2 separate regions of the Zea mays genome follow, and region 1 is linked to region 2. Evidence: chromatin contacts called from public Hi-C data. All regions are on one chromosome and are shown on one strand. The core of a region is the stretch at or near the end of the contact, and the rest is flanking DNA. Distances in the headings are between cores, read along the strand shown.

The links. Hi-C and Micro-C count contacts between places; a contact is called where the count stands out from the background.
Region 1: a Hi-C map of leaf shows a contact between it and region 2, with 5 times the contacts expected there. The contact joins the promoter of LOC541633 here to the promoter of LOC100193122 in region 2. A contact is called at or near these places in 6 of 25 Hi-C or Micro-C datasets (bundle sheath, ear, leaf and 2 more).

What each region holds. Positions count from the first base shown.
Region 1 is chr4:122,834,438-122,838,808 of Zm-B73-REFERENCE-NAM-5.0, reverse strand. LOC541633 (response regulator 7) reads right to left here and starts at 2,416. Exons shown (of 6, transcript NM_001111388.2): 1 at 2,023-2,416; 2 at 1,638-1,729; 3 at 1,302-1,379; 4 at 1,135-1,205; 5 at 592-799; 6 at 166-506. The coding sequence starts at 2,158. The coding sequence ends at 363.
Region 2 is chr4:122,155,932-122,160,662 of Zm-B73-REFERENCE-NAM-5.0, reverse strand. LOC100193122 reads right to left here and starts at 1,260. Exons shown (of 6, transcript NM_001138283.1): 1 at 1,145-1,260.

The DNA of each region.
Region 1 (4,371 bases), core at 1,167-3,666, 680 kb before region 2:
CAGTTGCATCGGCAGATCAAGCCGGTATCTTGATTAACAGGGACATTAGATACCCTGACCCACTCATACCGTGCATTTACACTATATATAATCACCATCACCTTATCGCGCCCACTTCTTGTCGCTTCCATCAACCAAGCAAACGATACGACGCCCCCAAATGCAAGAACAATAATCTAGCCAAAAAAATAAATAATAATAACCACAAAAAAGCTGGTGAAAAGTGAAATGGAAATATAGGGAGCGGCGAGCAAGAACTGGTGGCTCCTCATGCCAGGACTGGATTACAGGGGGGAATTGAACTGAAAGCCTGGAGCCTTAGTGGTTACACTAATAATACCGCATCGCGGTTCCAGTCGACCTCATGCAGACCACAGGGAGAGGACGGAGCCATTGGACCATCTGTGGAGGAGCTCGGTCAGGCACAGCACCGCGTACGCGAGCAGCACGAACTTGAGGAGGAACTGGAAGTAGTGCGAGAGCTCAATGCTGGAGGCATGCAGCACCTGGGGGTGGGGGGCATCCATTGAAATTATAAGCTCTGGCTGATCTTCTGAAGGAGGAACAGCAAGAAACGATGAATAACAGTACCATGGTTAATCCCGTCGTCGGTTGCGATCTGTGGCCAGGCGCGGCGACCTGATCCGACCGCAGCTTTCTGCTGCTCCTCCTCAAGCTCTCGCACTGGTGGGCCGCGTCGTCCCTGGGTCTAGCGGCGCTGGAGCAGTTGCGCAGGCGCTGCACGTCCTTGGTCTTGAGTGGCTTGAGGATGAAATCCTCGGCACCGGCGGTTAGGCATCTGCTTTATGACCCCATCCATCAACCAAAAAAGTTTGAGAGAGGTCAGAGGTGGTGGTGGTGGTGGGCGCGCCTGTTAGTAGTGCTGATGTGCAATGCAAAATCTACCAAACCCTTTCGCCTTTGGGGATGGGAAAAGGCGCGCAAATCTGAATCCCGCCGGCACAGAACATATAGCCAGAGAGGAAAAGCGGCTTTCGCTCGATGTAAAATGTAAAAATGTAACCAACGGCAGGAATCTGCTTTGCCTTTGCGCCAGGCAGCGATATGAATTAATACGGCGAGAAGAGAAGGGTTTTTTTTTGGGGGGGTTTCATTGGTTCGTTTGTTCCTCACCTGCTGATCCTCTGGGGCTCGTTCTCCGACGACATCACCACCACCGGGATCGGGTTAGGGGAGCTCAGCGCCTGCCAGTTTGTCCAAGTAGTATAATTTCTTTCAGCGGAGAGAATGGCAGGATTGTTATATTTTTCAAGTCAAGAATAAGGAGGGAGATTAACTACCTTGATGGCCTTGAGCAGGTCGTAGCCAGTCATCTCCGGCATGCAGTAGTCCGTGAGCACGATGTCAATGGTTATCCGCTGCAAAAACCATTCTTATCTCAGTTTCATTTCTGCTTGCACTTGCACTTGCAGTCAAAGATCTCATCACGTCATGAGAACACGGTCTATGTTTTTTTTCCTTGGTAATACTAACGCACTAGAACTAAATCAGTACACTAAAGGAAACCTTTCTCCATTTCTAAGAGACAGCTCGGCATCTGCAGACATGTACGGTGGCCTACGATTGGGCGGCGAGTACATGAGACTGGGTATAGGTGTGGTACTGGTAGTACTCACATTAGCATCAGCGGCACATGAATCCAGCTGGCCGCCTTGCTCCATCAGCCGGAGATGCTCCATTGCCTTCTTGCCGCTGTCGACGGCGGTAACTGAACCAAACGAGGAAAGGAACGAAACCCGGGCCTTAATTAGTTCATGCTGCGGAAATTTAATTTCGTTTTTTCTTCAACAGTACTGATAAGCAACTGACAGACGACGAATGGATGAAGCTTGATCATGCCATGCAATTCCTATGCATAGCCATAATCCCGGATCAGAGTACACGGGCCGCCGAGAAGGGTCGTCGAGACCAGCAGAGGGGAGGAATGGAGTGGCCAGACGGAACGGAAGGGACCGGACGAGAGGGGAGCAAGCGAGGAGCTGAGGAGCAGGAGCCGCTGACCGTGGAATGGCGCGGCGCCGCCCTGGTGGTTGTGGTTCCGGAGCAGCAGCTCCACGACCTTGCGGTCGACGGGGGAGTCGTCCACCACCAGCACCCTCACGGCCGGCGCCGCCTTCACTTCTCCTCCCTGTCCCATCCTCTTCCCTCCAGGCCCTCGCGATGGTGTGGACGGTGGTAGTGATGGTGAGAAGCAAGCGAGAACCCAGGCGAGACGACGGGACGGGACGGGACGGCCCAGGAACAACCGACCGGTAAATAAGGGGTGGAGCGATGAGAGAGAAGAAAGGAGCTCTCCGTCCCCGGGTCACAGTCTCCTCACAGTGCAGGCCTGCAGAGAGAGAGCGGAGGAGGAGGAATGGAGGGAGGGAGGGAGACAGGGCGCTGAGCTCTGCTCTGAACCCGGAGCAGAGAGAGAAGGGAAGAGAAACGCAGCACAAGAGAATAGATGAACACGAACGAGGAGGAGACGAAGGGTGGGGCCCCAGCGGGGTTGGGAGGGTGGTGGGCCCGCGGGAATGCTTTCCTTCCTCCGGATTTGCTTGTCGGGAGAGAATCTCTCTCCACGCTTTCTCCTCCCTCTCTCTCTCCCTCTCTTTTGCCGAACCAAATCGAGTCAAGTGGCCGTATAATAAATGATAGCGATAATGCAGCCGAGTTCCGTGAGATGACAGTGATTTGGTTTTAATTGCAGATATGCTACCAGATCACGAGTCCAAGCTGGTAGGGCACACGCATGAGATGACAGGGAAGCACTGGATTTACTCACTATTAATAATGTACCAATATTTCAGTATAACTACCAAGTACTGTATTTTATTTTTGTTGCTGTGCAGTCTGATTTTTTGATCTTGAAAACAAAAGAAACGACTGACGGTACCGAAATGTCGTATCGTGATACATGACATTCTATTTTCTTTTCGGAGAACAAGGATAGAAAATCACCTATACAAAATCAGTTCACTTGAGTCCCATCCCATCCCATGGTGTTGAAAACAAGTTGGGTGCACGTACCGAGCATTGGGTTGGTGGGTGGGTGGTGGCATGGCACAGGTTTGCCCGGCAAAACTCTGCTCAAAGGCACGCGCACGATGGCGTCCGGTCCGGCAAACAGAACCTCCATCCGGGGCATCGGACGGTCCGGGTCAGCGGACGGCGACGGGATGCGTCACCCTCGCGATCGCGGAGGACCCAGATCGCCAAGATCTCTCCGGCCCCACCTGTCACACGCTCAGTCCGTAGCTGTCGACGGCATCTTTCGTATCGTGGTGGAAATGCACTGGGGCACCAGCTGCCAGGTGGGACGTAAGAAATGGCAACTTACACCACTGTACTAAGCAGCATCTCCAACCAAGAGCTCTAAAATAGAGCACTAATAATCAAAACGGGACTATATTTAGAGTGTTGCTTAGTCTTCAAAAGAAACTTTTACCTCGACAGTTAAAACTTAAATAATGCTATTTAGCAGTAAATTACGGTATTAAGAAATAAATAGTTGGATATTAAGAGAAGATGAGGATAGGTCTCTAATATATCGGGTACTACATTTAGGACCCGATAGACGAGCTCTGTAACTGTTTCATGAATTTTTGTGAAATTGGAACACTATTGGAGGGCGCTTTATGATCTCGAGTCCTATATTTTAAAATAAGCCACATATAGAGCCCCTCTTGGAGATGTTGTAACAACTATATGTTTAATTTCTGGTTGAATAAATTTAAGCTACTTATGTGTCAACGGGTTCCTTGAGAATAAATATGTCAAATTTTCTCGATGTTGGACATGAAATCTTATCCTTTTCTCGGTCTTTCCATACATCCCCTAAGGTAGCCCCATGTCCTTTCTGCTTAGTGCCATGGTTCTCCATCTCCTCTCCTATAGTGTCTAGCCCTAGTCCTCATCCACTCGACCTATAGCCTTGTCCTCTTTGCCTTCGTCCTTTATCCCTACCTTGTCCAGCACCATACTTGTGGGCGATATCTCCTCTATCTCTATATGCTAACAAAGTCTCATCGTCTCGTCTATCACTCGTCAAAGTTGATAGAGATTATTAGAGATGAAAGAGAAGTAGAGTAGGGTAAATCTCTATGTCATTCTGGCACCGAGAAATTTAACAGATTTTTCCCTAAAATTATGTTAAAAGATTAATAACAATTTTTATTTTTTTCACTCATATAGCATAAAAAACCAAACCCTCATTCTATCAACAAAGTTTTCAATGGCATTGACTCGCTGAGAATGGGTGATCAAGGAAGATCACAACGAGATCTAACTAATCAAAAGATAGGCAAATCTTCATCTAGATCCGTGGCCAAAGCAAACAGGTGTGAAAACTTAGACTATGAATTTGAC
Region 2 (4,731 bases), core at 11-2,510:
TTAAATATCTTATACATATTTTAGTTTTGCTTAATCCGTTTTCTAAAATATAAAAATAGATAGAGGAAAGGTGAGACCTTATATAGAGAGGATGGAGAAGCGTCCTCTATATTTAGAAAACGTTGCAAAGAATACCGTTAGAGCATATAGAGGACGAAATCTTCTCTAAATATAGAGGGGTAGATGACCCTTTAGGCTGCCTCCAATAAGAGCCTATGAAGGCTCCTCTCCTCCAAATTTAGGTAATTCTCTCCTCTATCCCCTCCAGCAGGGTTCCCTAAATATAGAGGATGTTCCTCTTTCCTCTGCATATATGGATTCTTTCTACTCTCCTCTATCATATTAAACAAAACTAAGATATGTATAAAACATTTGAGAATAATAACAAATATGTACGCATAAAAATTTAAAATAAAATATGTCTTTAATATGGGTATTTATATATAAAATTGATAACGGTGTTGAAAAGGAACGAGATATAAGAAAAGAATCTTTTATAGAGAACCTACATGGATATAAAAGATGAATATAAAGGACGTTGTTACCAATAGGATGGTACCAGGAGTCAATGTGCAAATGTGAAGCTACAAGATAGGATGGATTCAGAACTCCAAGATTAATTTCACCTATCTTCTCACGTTCTCAGATGGCTGCTAATCAGCTAGAAAAGGTTAAACAAAAAAAATGGCATGTATGTCCCACAGACGACAAAAGCATCGACCAGAGTAGAGCGCATATAAACGAGTTATATTCAACAATCAACATGCTGATATATTGCCCAAAAACTCAATCGACAGCCGATATATTGCCCCAAAACTCGATCAACAACATCGCCACAACACCAGAGCTGACCTCGATTGCTGGTGGAAATAACGAGGAGGGGCATACTTCACAACAAAGAAAAGAACACCCGATACACATCCGAACTTGATCTAACATCTCGCCATCAAATAAGTGACTGGAGAATAAATCCACAGTAGCCCGAACAAAAAAAACCCCAAAATTGGCGCACTACTCGTCATTAGATCAATAACAATAGAATCCACCATACGCACCGGCGGAATTTCTATCGAAAGCTCCAAAAATTCATGATGGGCTACGCAGATTAGACAGAGGAGGAAGAAAAGGATAGAGGATTAATTACTTGCTCGAGAAGAACCGGCGGCGCTTGGCCGCTTGCGCGGCGGGCGGGAGCAGCTGCGGCCTGCGGGTTGAGGACTTGAGGTCAGGGTGCTGTCGATTTATCTCCCGGTGCAAAAAAGGTCGCCCACCGCGGCACGCCGTGTGCCTATCTCCTCCTCCTGTGACGTTTTATAACGGCCCAATTGTGAGGGCGCCGTATCGTAGCGGCCGTGCGGCCGTGCCGACTTCGGAGTTCTTGCCTGCCGCCGCGCGCGTTGCGTGGCCTCCCCGGAGTGCCCCTAGGCCGTCGGATCTGCGTCCGCGCTCCTGCCGACTGCGGGGACACGAGCCGCCTGGCCGGAACAAAAACGGAAGTGTTGGCCACGTCACCCGTACGATGGTTCTTGTTTTTCGGGGACTAGCAGATTGGCTCACGGATGTTTTCCTGGTGTAGTGGTGTTCGAGGACGAGGACGTCCTCTATTCGCTCCAGCAACATACTCTAAACGGTTCTCTAAATTTAGAGAACGCTGCTGGATACTCTATATGTAGAGTTTCTCTAAACGGTTCTCTATCTATTTGAATACTTTAAACAATCGGTTTAATAAAACTAAAATATGTACAATACATTTGAGAGTATGACAAATACGTATGTACAAAAATTTAAAAATTAAAAATGTCTTTAATATATGTATTTATATATAGAGGACGTGATTTAGAGGACGTTGTTGGAGAGAAAGTAGATATAGGAGATGGAATCTTTTAGAGAAAACTGTAAAGGACGGATATAGAGGACGTTGTTGGAGACAGTCTTAGAGATTTGCTGTAGGAAATTCTTCTATCCTAGGCTGTGATATGGATTCCCATTTAGATGTAAATGAAGAAAATTTCATCACCGATTGTTAAGTAAGGACAGAGACAGAAGCATTTCATATCCATATTTTCTGTAGGATCAGTTAAACTTGTATGTATCGATAGTTTTATATAATAGTTAAAAATAAAATAATTATTTTTTTAAGAGATCACTCATTATACAAATATGTTTGTTTTAACATCTGACAATGTATATAAGTGATAATGTTCTGTATTAATAACAAAAATATATATGTACGAACTATAATTTAAGTGGAGACGAGAATCCCCATCGTGGACTTATCCCACTGGAACGGGGATGTGGAGGAAATGTCCTCTTCAAACGTTCGTGGAGATCTCTATGGAGAAATTTTTTGTCACGGAGACAGGGATGTGGAGCTATTCCCCGACAGTAAATTTCCTATTGCCATCTCTATAACATTGTCTCCATGTATATGATCGTGAAAAATACACTATAGATAGAACTATTTGCAAAGAGGAGTTTGAAATATGGATGTGATAAAAGATGTGGTGGAGATTGGCTAAGAGATTGAAGGTGGCGGTTGAGACGGTGGTGGCAGATGGAGCACGGTAACAATCGAGAGGATGGAGTGACGGATGCCATGTGCAAAATGATGAGAGAAGGTGGTGTTAGAAATATAGGCATTTTTTATATTATTTTAATTCCATAAATTAACATTATGGTGATAACATATAAAATATGATTAATCATAGACATCATGATGTCAAATATATCCATAACAATATAGAACATGAGAATATAAAACGTATGAATCATATAAATATAATAAACATACAAATATGGTACATGCAGCATGATGGAACAACTGAAAATAAATAGATAGCAATATAAATAGTGTGACCGTAAAATTACTACAAACAGGTATGGTATATTAATAGCATGAACAGGCATCAGAACAGTCATGATATGATATGGCAAAACAGTTTGGATAAATTCATGGCTACATACGAAACAACAGAGATAAACATATGAAACATATATAATTTGCAGAACGTAAAACAGTAAGGATCTAAATTGATCATCCCCTCTCATGCGCTCCGAGTATCCTAATCCTTGTCTAATTTCTCTTGTCATCCGTACGAGATGGAGACACCAGGAAGAATGTTCGGGCAGTCGCATAGACGCTCCCCAAAAACCTAATTGTCGATTCCCTGTGCAAGGTCTCGATCGGCAAGGGCTTCGGAGGCACCTGCCCTCTCGCTCCTCTGTGCGCGCAGAGTTACGAGATGGAAATACCCACACTTGCTGCTGGACTATGATTTTCAAAGAGTTCTATTCTTGTGCCAAGCGACAGGAGTTCTCCCCCTTTTATCCTTATCGTGGAAGGGAAGCTGAAGGAGAAGGGTCTCGCAAGCGGCAGATCAAGAGACGGGCATCTGAAGGTTTAACCCGGAGTTGAAACTCCCCCGGTTAATGAGTGCTAAAAATTAACACAACCACGCCACGCCCGCTCGCCGCCAGCCTGCCTGCCTCGCCATGCCCGGCCCGGCCGGCCAGCAACGGTGCGTGCGCGTGTGGCAGGCCTGGTTCGTTTATTGACTTCTCAAATTAAGTGGAATAATTCCCACCATATAAGCCAAGCCAACGACCCTTGGAATTCCAATATGGTACTTTTGGTATTCTCCACCATTACACACCATAAAGTTTATTGAATAAATAGGTCAAACCCATAAAAGATCCAACAATCCCCACCAAACTCTAGGGTTTGTAATGATGAAGTATCAGAATCACAATCCTCTGATATACCAGTGTTTTGATGGAGACTGTTAAGTTGAACATCCATCTAGAATAAGAGTTTCACTCATTCACAACTGAACAATGGACTAAGTCTTGAATTGACAGTTTTTGTGCGAAATGAGATTCGCTCAAATCCTTTGCTGATACTAGGCTGCAAAAGGGCATTCCCGCTGTTTAGAAGCATATAAGTCACACTTCAGTGCCTTTCATGAGTATTTAGGGATTACCCAAGTCTCATAGACCGTGACCAGCAGTCTGACTCATATAGGTGTATTCCTCAGAAGATGTTCTGTAGGACAACATCTCACCTTTATAAGACTCTTGGAATACATTAAGGTAAATATCATCCTGCCTTACAGTTAGGAAAGATGTGCATCATAAATGAGTTAAGGAAGGGATCTTTCCTCACAACCTACTCCTAGCTTGTTTCTCCACTCTACTTCACGGGATCTCCGATCACATAGAGCAGGTTACCACTAGAGTAGATTTCACATGGGTCTCATACCCATTTCTCTCGATGCACTTTCTATCACATTGCGTGGCAGACCCTTAGTGAATTGATCTGCCAGATTATTCGATGTGTGGACATAATCCACCGTTATAACTCCGGAGTTTTTCAGCTTTCTGACAGATTTCAATCTTCTCTTAACATGACTTGTAGACTTCATGTTATTCCTAGAACTGTTAACCTTTGTAATCACCATTTGGTTGTCACAGTTCATGAAAATAGTCGGTATCAGTTTTTCAACTACCGGTAAATCCAATAGGAAATCACGAAGCCACTCGGCCTCAGCCCCAGCAGTGTCTAATGCTGCGAGTTCTGCTTCCATTGTAGACTTTGTTAAGATAGTCTGCTTGCAAGACTTCCAAGAAACAGCGCCACCTCCAAACAAGAACACATATCCGCTTGTGGCATAAAGTTCATCAACATCAGAAATCCAGTTGCCATCACAATAGCCTTCCAGCACTTTTGGGTTT